Linked DNA regions of Canis lupus: region 1 is linked to region 2. A link is a contact called in public Hi-C data. All regions are on one chromosome and are shown on one strand. The core of a region is the stretch at or near the end of the contact, and the rest is flanking DNA. Distances in the headings are between cores, read along the strand shown. Region 1 has its middle 24 kb from the start of DNAH5. Region 2 has its middle 22 kb from the start of TRIO.

Evidence for each region. A called contact is a pair of places that touch in the nucleus more often than the background predicts.
Region 1: a Hi-C map of skin fibroblasts shows a contact between it and region 2, with 1.8 times the contacts expected there. The contact joins two enhancer-like sites. A contact is called at or near these places in 2 of 9 Hi-C or Micro-C datasets (skin fibroblasts and tumor fibroblasts).

What each region holds. Positions count from the first base shown.
Region 1 is chr34:878,180-881,529 of UU_Cfam_GSD_1.0, reverse strand. No RefSeq gene overlaps it. Among named protein-coding and RNA genes, the nearest start is that of DNAH5, 24 kb to the left of the region's middle. Within about 2 kb of position 1,304, at least 2 of the 20 cell types and tissues checked have an H3K27ac peak or open chromatin away from gene starts, as enhancers often do.
Region 2 is chr34:809,119-812,575 of UU_Cfam_GSD_1.0, reverse strand. No RefSeq gene overlaps it. Among named protein-coding and RNA genes, the nearest start is that of TRIO, 22 kb to the right of the region's middle. Within about 2 kb of position 1,620, at least 12 of the 20 cell types and tissues checked have an H3K27ac peak or open chromatin away from gene starts, as enhancers often do.

The DNA of each region.
Region 1 (3,350 bases), core at 55-2,554, 69 kb before region 2:
TTGATATTTGCACCTGGGTCTCTGGGGGCACCAAGCCACCATGCTGGAGGGTCACGTTTTGGCACTCCAGTCCACAGTCCCAACTGAGCCCCGTCCGCCAGCTGTCCCCACTGAGGTACCAGACTCATAAGTAAAGTTGCCTTGGACCTTCCAGCTCAGCCCACTGACCACCTGATTGCCACCACATAGAACAAGGGCACAGATGAGCTCTGCCCAAATTCTTCACCCACAAAATCACAAGGCATAATGAAAAGGGCTGCCATTTGAGCCAGTGTGTGTTGTGTACTTTGGTACACAGCAAAGGATAACTAGAGCATACCACAGACTCATTCTGTCATTTCCTTCTCTTCATGATGCCAAACACACAGCCCAGGGCCAGGGTCATCAACAGTCCTAATCAAATAAACAATCTCTCCAGTCTCTGACATGACAGCCCCCCGGTCCCCCACACAAAGGTGCCCGCATGTTTGTATTTCAGGCAAATAGCTCTGCAATAGACCTAACTGGAATGTCACCCATAAAACAATTCTACCTTTGAGAGTTGCCAAACGCTGATAAAAAGGCAATGAAGGCAATGTCTGTGAGAGCACAGCCCGACACAGGGAGGACTGACATTCTATGGTAATTGCACCGCTCCCATTTTTGACACCCAACAGCTTTTTCACTGTTCAACTCAAAGCTGAAAAGGAAACAAGAGATAACATCTGTTTTCTCCACTGTCCTGACACGCATTTAATAACACTCAGATGCCCAACCCAAGTTCTTGTCGCACACGTAATTTCTCACATGATGTGTCATTACCTTCTGATGATGCTAAGATGCAAATGGCACTATCTATAGGTCAGCTTACACTTACAGCGCCGGCCAGGAATTCCGAGTCGCTAAGGGGGCAGGTGGGGGCTGGCTGGAACCTCAGTGAACAACACAGTTACCCGTACGGTGCAACTGGCCGAGCGCACAGGCTACAGCTGCGGGCAAAGGCACCCACAGCATTTCTGACCCGGCAAATCCTGCTGGTGATGTCAGATCTCGTTCTTAAACAAAAGTGAGATGTGAGAAAGTGACAAATTACATGACTGTTGGAAGCTGTTTTTCCCTGTTTCGGGAACTGTTTTCTTAGATGACTGCGTTTTCCACACTTCTGGATTTCCCTCTAGTCTTTGAAAATCATCTTTTCTTTACAAGCTTTTATAAAACCTACCAGTTGGCTCCCTGAGTTCTTGGTTATCTCACCACCCTGTCATGCAAGTCACCGAGCAGGGAAAATGACTCATGGGCTCAAAGAAAACCTAACTCATTGAATCAGGAGTTGGAAAAGCAGCTCAGTGAGTCATTGTGTCCTTCACCGCCTTAGACAGCACCACACCTAGCCCACTCCAGCCAGAAAGGAGGAATCATTTTTAATAAGCTGCCGGAGAAGGATTATTTACAATAATAAATCCTATTTCTACAAATATCTCTATTCCCGAAGCAACAACAAAGATGGTCCAAAATTGAAGCCCAAAGTACAAGCTGAAGCCTCGAGCTATGCAAAGCCAGGAGCCCAGGTAATCCAGAGCTTTGTGCAAATTATAGGGTGGCCTCTTAGGGCAAAGGAATTAGGAAAAAGCACCCCTTAGGGCAGAAGCTGCCCCGAGTCTGTGTGCCAAGCTGCATGAGCTGAGCAGATGGGTCCAGTCCCCACTCACTCCGGCCCACGGTTCTGGACCTGAGAAGAAGTGAATGAACCATGGATGCTTCCCTGCCCCCTCTTCCTGGTAGAATCTGAATCTTCTACTTTCACTCCCATTATTTCTTGCTGACACTTGGCAACACTTTTTTTTTTAATTATCTGTCACCCTGTAATAAATCTGTGGGATAACAGGCAATGTATCTTCATCCCACTGGATACCTGGCAGGTGCTCAAAAACCACTCATTAAAGGAATGAACCACTCTGGGAGAGAATGAACACAGCCTTCCAACACTAACGTCTAATTTTTTCCTCTCTTTAAACTGAAAGGAAGAGTATGACCTCACCTCCCCTGCGGGAAAACAACCAACCAGTACACATTTTGCTCTCCAAAGCAGAATTCTAGGCTTTTTTTTTTTTTTTAAGCAGAATTCTAGGCTATTTTTTTCTAGGCTATTTTAAATTCTTTTTTTTAATAATAAATTTATTTTTATTGGTGTTATATTTGCCAACATACAGAATAACACCCAGTGCTCATCCCGTCAAGTGCCTCCCTCAGTGCCTGTCACCCATTCACCCCCACCCCTGCCCTCCTCCCCTTCCACCACCCCTAGTTCGTTTCCCAGAGTTAGGAGTCTTCATGTTCTGTCTCCCTTTCTGATATTTCCTACCCATTTCTTCTCCCTTCCCTTCTATTCCCTTTCACTATTATTTATATTCTTAAAGGGAAATTCTTGAACACATGGACTATGTGCCTACAAGATCTGAATCCCTTGTAGGCACCATGTTCCTTCTACTCTACTGCTATTTGGATGCCATTTGAGAGCTCTCTCTCTCACTGAGTAGCACATTAAGACTAGGGGTGTGTGGGTGGCTCAGTGGTTGAGCGTCTGCTTTTGGCTCAGGGCATGATCCCGGAGTCCTGGGATCGAGTCCCACATCGGGCTCCCCACAGGGAGCCTGCTTCTCCCTCTGCCTGTGTCTCTGCCTCTCTCTCTGTGTCTGTCTCTCATGAATAAATAAATAAAATCTTAAAAAAAAAAAAAAAGACTAGACCATGAAGGAGAGGGGAGCATCCATTCTATTCCCTAGTGGTCACAGCTGTGATTGCTCTTGAGGACATTAGAATCAGAACACAGTCACCAAAAACCACTTGCCCAGGGCAGGCCTTCCCAGTCACTCCCCACCCAGCCTGGCATTGTCAGCATCCTAACTGGCCACAGAGACAGCTTCCAAATGACTCTCTCACTTTGATATGTCAACGGTCAAGCCAGAGGTCAGAAACTGAGGGCTAGTTTGTTTGGTTCATGTCACATCTTTTGTTATTGATTGTTGTAGACATTTGAAATTAAGTGTAGGACTCCATTTATAATGAAGGGCCCAGAATAGGTAAATCCATAGATATGGAACACAGACTGGTGGCAACCACGGGTTGGGGGTGACTACTTAATGAGTGTGGGATTTCCTTTTTGGATGATGAAAATGCTTTGGAACTAGATAGAGGTGGTGGTCACACAATGCTGGGAATGGACTAAATGCCACTGAATTGTCCACTTTAAAATGGTCTGATTTTATGCTATGTCGATTTCACCTCAATTTTCTTAAGTAAATCCAAACAGACTTTGGAGCCTTCTATCGGATTTTTGGCTTCTCTTAAGGAACTGGAAGATCTGGCAGTGC
Region 2 (3,457 bases), core at 371-2,870:
GGCTGCGGCCGCGCCCTGCCGTTCCGCGCGCCCCGCCGAGGCCTCCGCCGACCCCGGAGAGGCCCCAGGCCTGGTTGCTACTGGCTTTTCAGAAGCCCTTCAAGGCCGCAGACATCTGTTAGACACCACCGGAGGCAAGGACAGCTGGGAAAGCCCACAAGGAAGGAAAGCCCACTGCGAAAGGAGCTGCCTCCGGGTCCTCCGAGAGCCAGAGTTGGCCATTGTTCGGGACAAAGGGCTCACGCTGCTGATGGGGCTCGGTCTGGGCCCGTGGCGGAGCTCTGGGGGAGGCACACAGAAGGCCTTGTCCCCGCGGGGGGCTGCCGGGCCGAGGGAGCGGGGAGCAGCGCGGGGAGCAGCGCGGGGAGCAGCGGGGGGAGCAGCGCGGGGAGCAGCGCGGGGAGCAGCGGGGGGAGCAGCCCGGGGAGCAGCGCGGGGAGCAGCGGGGGGAGCAGCCCGGGGAGCAGCGCGGGGAGCAGCGGGGGGAGCAGCGGGGGGAGCAGCGGGGGGAGCAGCGCGGGGAGCAGCGGGGGGAGCAGCGCGGGGAGCAGCGCGGGGAGCAGCGGGGGGAGCAGCGCGGGGAGCAGCGCGGGGAGCAGCGGGGGAGCAGCGCGGGGAGCAGCGGGGGGAGCAGCGCGGGGAGCAGCGGGGGGAGCAGCGCGGGGAGCAGCGGGGAGCAGCGGGGGGAGCAGCGGGGGAGCGGGGGAGCCGTGGGGAGCAGCGCGGGGAAGGCAGGCGGGGGAGCAGCAGCGGGGGAGCAGCGGGGGGAGGCAGCGGGAGCAAGGCGGTAGCACGCGGGGAGGCACGGGGGAGCAGCGCGGGGGGCAGCGCGGGGGGCAGGCGCGGGGGAGCAGCGCGGGGAGCAGCGGGGGAGCAGCGGCGGGGAGCAGCGGGGGGAGCAGCCGGGGGGAGCAGAGCGGGGAGCAGCGGGGGGGCAGCGCGGGGGCAGCGCGGGGAGGCAGGCGGGGGGGAGCAGCGCGGGGGCAGCGCGGGGGGGCAGCGCGGGGGAGCAGCGGGGGGGAAGCAGCGGGGGGAGCACGGCGGGGAGCAGCGGGGGGAGCAGCGGGGAGAGCAGCGCGGGAGAGCAGCGGGGAGCAGCGCGGGGCGCGGGGGAGCAGCGCGGGGAGCAGCGCGGGGAGCAGCGCGGGGAGCAGCGGGGGGAGCAGCGCGGGGAGCAGCGGGGGAGCAGCGCGGGGAGCAGCGGGGGGAGCAGCGGGGGAGCAGCGGGGGGAGCAGCGCGGGGGGCAGCGCGGGGGGCAGCGGGGGGAGCAGCGAGCTTGCTGCCGGGGGGGGGGGGGGGGGGGGGGGGGGCCGGGCCGGGGCTCTGTCCGGGAGGGGGTGGGCCGCAGGCGGCCGCGGCAGGCGTGACGGCGGCGCTCGCTCCGGCAGCTCCTCCCCCCAGGGTCGCGTTCACCCCGCCGCGACCAGGAAAGCGCGGGGAGGGCTGCAGCAGCCACCGCACACGCACGCGGTCCCCGGCTGGATGAGTAAGCGCAAAGTCTGGCTGTTTTTATCCATCGCCACCCCCATCACCACGCTGCAAGGCCCAGAGAAGGAGATTCCAAGTACAGGACTTGGGGCCCCCGGGGGGGCGGTGCTCAGCCGGTGAGCATCTGCCTTGGGCCCAGGGCGTGACCCCGGGCCCGGGGATCAAGTCCCGCGTCGGGCTCCCAGCGGGGAGCCTGCCTCTCCCTCTGCCTGGATCTCGGCCTGTCTCAGGGTCTCTCATGAGTAAATAAACAAAATCCTTTACAAAATAAAAATCAAAAAATTAAAGTATATGAACTGTTTAAAACCGGGTGCGGGGCAGCCCCGGTGGCGCAGCGGTTTAGCGCCGCCTGCAGCCCAGGGCGTGATCCTGGAGACCAGGGATCGAGTCCCACATTGGGCTCCCGGCATGGAGCCTGCTTCTCCCTCTGCCTGTGTCTCTGCCTCTCTCTCTCTCTGTGTCTCTATGAATAAATAAATAAAATCTTAAAAAAAAATAAATAAACTTGTTAAAAAAAAAAACAAAAAACGGGTGCGCGCTTTCCTGGCCCAGCGCCCTGTCACTGCCTGGGCGGGTGGGAGACGCCCCGCGAGCGCTCGGCCGCTCGGCCCAGGAGACCGGGGGCAGCCGCGCCTGGACGCTCCTCCCACGCAGCAGCCGCAGCCGCCTGCAGCTTTCTCCTAACAGTTTCCGCCGCTCATCAGAAACCTGCACCTGACAGGCGCACGACAGGTGGTCCGGTCCCTGAAGTGGGCCACTGGGGGCGAAGGGTCAGGCCTAGATGGTGGCACGGACAGACGTCCAGTTAGCGCTCGCCAGCATTGAACCGGGGAATGACTTCACGCTGCATGGGCTCAGCCTGATGCTTTTTATTTCACTCAGGGCTGGGGGAGGGGAAGGTTAAGAAAGAAAGAAAAGAAAGAAAGAAAAAGAAAGAAAGAAAAGAAAGAAATAAAGAAAAAGAAAGAAAGAAAGAAAGAAAGAAAAAGAAAGAGAGAGAGAAAGAAAAAGGGAGGGAGGGAGGGAGGGGAGGGAGGGAGGAAAAGAAAGAAAAAGAGAAAAAAACAAATCCTAAGAAGAGTCCAGGGAAACTGAGTTAAGACCAAGCTAACACACAGACCTTTGCTCTACCACCACAGCTGGAATTCTAGGGCTAACACACCTTAACAGTTCTTCAGTCAAAGACAGGCCTGAAGGACATTATAATACGGGTCTAATTTGCAGGCCTAAGATCCATGGGGGAAAGAATGTCGCTAATGCTGGTTTCCCTGAGGCCATGGCTGTAGGCTGGTGTGCGCTGTGAGAGGTAAGGGGCAGAGCTGGCTATCTAGAATGTAGTAAATTAGGACATTTAGCCATGGAAGAGTCTTGGCAAATGTCTTGATATATAGGGCTGATATATGGAAAGCATGCTCTGGTGAAGCTTTATGTGTTATTAAAATAGTGACATATTTTTACAGTGGTTGACAAAAGGCTGCTGATCCAAAACCTCCTAGTGCTACCTCTTTTCTACCCCCACCTCACCCTCCCCCAACCATCCCAGAGCTGAAAATCAAGAGCGGGTGTCTGCAGGGGCCAACCCGGCACCTGCCAGCCTAGAGACGCACCAGCCAGTTCACAGTAATTGCCATTGCCACATACAAACCCCACCCCCTGTGTGTCCCTCCAGCCACAGAGGGCCGGGACAATAGCTCTGGGAACATGCCCAATGGCAAGGGGCCAGAAATAGCCTTCTCCCAAGGCACCCTCAGGAAATGCAACCCCACAAAGTACCACACAGATATTTTCATGTATCATCCGTATGTTTACACCGGTCCTTAATGGCAGGACTTTTCCCATTTAAGGCTTCCTCAAACCTTGAAGTCACCAAAGTACAAGTAATTATATTACACTTTTTATTGTGTAAAGAAAAGTCTAGGACAGAGGACATTCAAATAATTAAGAAATGGTAGGCTAAATATTAGCCAA